Regions from separate parts of the Gossypium hirsutum genome. Here region 1 is linked to region 2. A link is a contact called in public Hi-C data. All regions are on one chromosome and are shown on one strand. The core of a region is the stretch at or near the end of the contact, and the rest is flanking DNA. Distances in the headings are between cores, read along the strand shown.

Region 1 (2,735 bases), core at 75-2,574, 140 kb after region 2:
TAAAGAAAAAATTTTAAAAGTATTTTTTTCACAAGTTTCAAAAACAGCACTAAATTAGCCCTCAGATTCAATAGGTTAAAGTTAGCAATACTTTCCGGATTAGTGTGGACCTCACACTAAGCTTCTTTCATTTTATTTTAGTAACCTGTCAAAGTTCAATCAATTCCTATGGTCCAGTATCACTATCGCTGCTACAGTCATGGATGTCAATCAATCATCTGATAATGAATATTAAATAACGTCGGCAACTTCCATGGCTCATGAGTTTCCTTATTATCTCACATACCAACTTTTTTCCTACCTTCAGCTAAACCAAAGCCTAGAACTTTGGACTGAACCATGGCCAAATATGGTGGGCAAAATTGATGGTTCTTACACACACTGAAAGAAGACATTAAAACATGAATATTCCTTTCACAACCAGCTGCTGCAAATGGCCAAGGAAGGGAGGATTTTTAGAGTTGAAACGGTGCATTCAAATGGATTATATTTAAAGATTACAAACTCGGAAGAATTTAGGTGATGAAGATCAGACCATGTTTTTAGAATGTTTAGAGCACCAGTTTAAGCTGCAACTTGTTTTATTCTAAAACATCAATGGTTAAACCAGATATGGTCACCTATTAGTGTTCTTCGCCACCCAGACTGAGATGGTTACCTATAATGGGCTGCCGATTTTCAACTTTCAAGAGATCATTGTCGACTTTCAATAGCAATTGTCGATTTTTCCGGATTTAAAATTAAATTATATATTTTTACAAGAGTAAAAGTATAATTTTATCGTTTTAATAATTTATATTTTTATAATTTTTAAAAGATTAAATAAATTTTTATTATTTTTTAAGAGTAAAAATATAATAATATTATTACTAATTTAAAAATTTATAAATTATAAAAATATAAATGAAAAAATAATTTTTATTTTAGGGGCTGAGCACTGCTAGCCCCACTTGGCTTCGCCACTTGCTTTGCTCTTTTTTTTTTCAGAAACTCCATATATTATGTTGTCTTTAGCGTTTTTCACATTAGCAATTGTCCCAATTTGAGTGCTAACATGAGATTTTAGACCAGAGAGAAGGTGTCTAATTTCTCTTTTCTGGTTGTTTATTTTCCTTAGCAGGATCATCTTAGAAACCCGTTGATTACGGTGCATTTGATAGATGGCAACGTGGCATAGGCCAATTATTTCAATGGACGAAGAAGAGTTCTGGAGATGAGCCGGGTGCTTCTGCCAGTGGAATTATGAGAACCTTGGTCCCCTACTGGGACCGTACCTCACATTTGACAGATAAAAAGAAGAACGTGTTTTTTAGGACCGACCATTTTCCTGGTAGAACCCAAGCTGTCTGGTACTTGAAAGGACTTTGGCTTGCTCTCTTCTCGTATACAAGCTAAACCCAAATGTTTGTATGCATATGTTCAATTAAGTCGACTCGGTTGGATATGAAAGTTATAGACATATGAGGGGTGATAGTTCTAGGTTTTCCTCATCTTTGCATCTATTCATCTTATTTCCTTTTACAGCCTTCTTTCCTATACACACTTTGAAAGTTGCAAACTCAGTACAAGTATTCCCCTCTTTAAGAACAATCAGAATCCCAGAGGTTCTAGATTGGGAGGACTCTGAGCTAGGATTAGCTTTTGAAATTGAAACTTCATTTGCATCCCAGAATGATGGCAGTAATTAAACAACCCAATCAGTCAATTGATGGCTCCTTGAATTCGTTGGACGACCCTATCTCTACGTGAACCAGAAATTTTGGACATCATGTTGAACATATAACATAGTTAAGAAAATGGTAACATCAGACACCATTCAGATACGATATGTTGAGGCCAATCAGAGTTAGACACCACTCACATTCACTTGATTCGATATTACGTTCCATCAGGTACAGGATCATTCCCTACGAATGGCTAAACTCTGTCATCATCTGTAAACTAGCTTTAGCCATAGGTGTAGCATTTTATCACTTCATAGATTACCCTTCAATCACTGTTATTTTGCACTAGAACAACATCCAGTCAAAAACCCTAGAGTTGAATCAAGCGTAAGCGGTCCATCCATCAGAGAAAAATTCTCAAGTCTCAACCTATCTATGTCTATCAAAACCGAATATCGTTGGGGTTTACTGCTTGTTTTGAATTCAGCTAAACCGAGATTGGTGTGCTGGAATATTTATTATTAAAATAAATATTTAGCGCTGTTTAATTTTATAATAAATTAAAGGGTTAATATATAATTTGATTCTTGAACTTGTTCATTTTATGTAGTTGGTCCCTAAATATTTTTTATCTAATTGGTCCTTAAACTTGTATTTCATCAACTATATTAATATTTTTGTACTAACATTATTAGTTGTGCTAACGTGATACAACTAGCTAATCTGGTGATCTCACGTGGTAGCCTCTTAGTGCACCATATGGAAAACATAAACTAAAAATATATATAAATATATAAATTATGTTTCCCATATGTCGTCCTCTAAATTGGTTAGAAATATCATGGCATCATCACAAACTAACGGTGTTAGTGTGGAGGAACCAACTTGATTGACGGAATACAAGTTCAACGACTAATTAGATCCAAAAAGTTAGGAACCAACTAGATACAAATAGATAAGTTCAGGGGCTAAATTATATATTATTCCTAAATTAACTAGTTTTATGTATTTTAAACAGAAATTTGTGTTTAGAATTGAAATAGAAGATGTCGAATTCTCTCTGTGGTGACA
Region 2 (2,700 bases), core at 133-2,632:
TAATAAAAATCCGCTCTTTTATTTTATTTTAATATTTTCAGTATCTTTCATGTCAATTTTATAGAACATGTTTGGGGTTTGGGGTTCAGGGTTACCTCTCCCCAAGGGCGAAGCCAGAAAACTTTTTAGGAGGCCAAAATTAAATTGCAATTTTTATTATAGTAAAAATATAATTTTTAAAAGATTAAATCAAAATTTTATCATTTATAGGGGCCAAAGTGCAATTTACCTTTTAATTTAAAATTTTAAAAACATTAAAGGGTTAAAATTTTTAAAGGGGCCGGGCCCTTATCTGCCCCCTAGATTCGCCCTTGCCTCTCCCAACAATGTCATCTCAAATGTTGGAACATGCTTTTTCTTATTAAGAGCACAATGTATCTTACTACTATACTTAACACGTTTTGATTCATTTTAATTGATTTCACTTATCCAAAATTAAATAAAAATGCAAATATTATTTTTACATTATTAAGAGTTGATAAAATAAAATAAAAACAACCAATTATCTACTACTCCTTAGCTACCCATTATTCTTAATTAATCTACTCCCTTAAAAAAATTTATCCAATATTATCCACATAACTTTTTTTTCATTAAAAACACTTATCCGCTCTTTTTTCTAAAATATCATTCTCAAAATAAATATATATATGAAATATTATTTTTTAACTATAAAATTTGTATACAAAATGTTATTTTTCACTCAGTGTGAAGTTTTAGTATATATATAAATTCTTTAATTAATTTGGTGTTACAAATCAAATCACATCAATTGAATTTTAAAAATTTAAGCTTATGAATTTTAGAAAAATATAAAAATATTTGTATGATCTAAATCTTTAATAAAAATTAAAATCTTAACTTTATCCACCTTCCAATAACTGTCACCATTATTAATTAAACTTACTTTTTAGAAGAAAATTAAGCTACTTAAGTATTCACTTTTCATCATTAGAACCTATCTACTATTTTTCCTTTAAAGTATTATTATTATCTCAAAACTAAAATTTTATATATAAATGATACACATATATATATCAAATAGTTATAAATGATACATATCAATCGTCAACAAATTTATTTGTGAAATTTCTAAATTACTTTTACATATATATAAATTAAGATATATTATTATGAGTGTGTTTTAATCTTTTATATATATAATAAATTAATAAAAAATTAATCAAATTAATATTTGAACCCAAAACATTCTGCATAATAAATAATTTATTATTGTATTCAAAATATCATTTATTTTTTGTGAAATTTTAATAAATATATGTCTTACATAATCTTTTTCCACTTATCTGATGCGGCACCTAATTGGGGAAATCGTGAGCAAATGGTAACGTCATGGTGTCCACTGACGCGGCGTCCTCATCCTGTGTCAAACTTACTATAAATTACGGAAACAAGAAAAAATATTTATTTAATTTGGTGGGCACAATGATCCATAATTTTTTTTTCTTTAGTGGCTGTCCAAAACAAGATTCTATGAAGGCCAGCAAGCATGATCTCAGCCATAGATCACTTTCCTAAGAAAATCTGTGGGAAAATCCTTGATATTTACTTCACCCAACACGTAAACGTCCCTTGGGTCCTGTCTCATGATGTTTCGATTTTTTTTCTTTATCCTTTTTTAAGGACTTGTTTTCATCTTTTGCACATTTGTCGACCCTGCGTTTGACTATTTAGTTGAGAAATGCTGAGGATATTTGCTATATACTTGTTTTCAGCTTAATCCTCGTTAAAGACAAAAACCCATAAAAGATTTCCTCGGATCAACTGAAAATTCAATGGTGGAAACCATTGATATCACAGAATTGAACTTATTGTTTTTCTTTTTTAATTTGTATGTTATTTGATTGAAGAGCTTAGAGATTTTCCTAGTAATAATTAAAAAAAATGCAATTTTGTTGGTGAAAAAGAAACATTCAAGAAACAAGAATATTTTATATATTTTATCACTGAAAACATTTTTATTAAATGATAAAAGCTGAATTTATATAGCAAATTGTAACAAAAAATAACAATAAAATTTAAAAAAACCATAAAATCAAATTTAAATTTAAAAAGAATATCATTGATTGATTCCTAGTATTTTCTTAGGCATAACTGTTAACAATCTGTCCTTTGACTTGAAAGATGCAACATGAAACTTTTCTCTTAGAAACTCAAATCTTGTTATAGGAAGAGTTATGGTCAAAATATCTACAATTTGACTTTCAGTTTTGCAATAAGCTAGTTGTAGTTTTCCTTTCTTTTGAACCTTCATAAGAAAATATAATTTTATTTTGAAATGCTTTCTTTTTCCATGAAAACTGGATAATTTGTAAGGGATATAGAAACTTGGCTGTCTACAAACACCTCAATACACACTTCTTGCTTCATATCTAAATATGTTAGCAATTTCCTAAGCCATAAGGCTTGATTTATGGTTGCAACAACAGCTACGTACTCTGCCTCAATAGTGGGTTGAGCCACTACGTCTTTCTTCTTTGAATACCTCGAGAAAACACCTGAATCGAGACTAAAACGATAATCTAAAGTACTTCTCATATCATCAGCACATCTAGCCTAATTACTATCGGAGAATCCATGGAAAATGAAATTCTGAAGTTGACTAAACTTAATGCCAAAATCAATAGTGCCTTTAACATATCACATGTTTTGCTATCTGTAAATGAATTTCACTAGCCT

Evidence for each region. A called contact is a pair of places that touch in the nucleus more often than the background predicts.
Region 1: a contact with region 2 is called in a Hi-C map of hypocotyl, with 2.1 times the contacts expected there. The contact joins two enhancer-like sites. A contact is called at or near these places in 2 of 34 Hi-C or Micro-C datasets (hypocotyl and leaf).

Annotation. Positions count from the first base shown.
Region 1 is chrD12:29,360,702-29,363,436 of Gossypium_hirsutum_v2.1, forward strand. No RefSeq gene overlaps it. Among protein-coding and RNA genes, the nearest start is that of LOC121224527, 17 kb to the right of the region's middle. Within about 2 kb of position 1,325, at least 8 of the 9 cell types and tissues checked have an H3K27ac peak or open chromatin away from gene starts, as enhancers often do. A contact at or near this core is called in hypocotyl and leaf, where this site is marked.
Region 2 is chrD12:29,218,724-29,221,423 of Gossypium_hirsutum_v2.1, forward strand. No RefSeq gene overlaps it. Among protein-coding and RNA genes, the nearest start is that of LOC121224749, 36 kb to the right of the region's middle. Within about 2 kb of position 1,383, at least 3 of the 9 cell types and tissues checked have an H3K27ac peak or open chromatin away from gene starts, as enhancers often do. A contact at or near this core is called in hypocotyl and leaf, where this site is marked.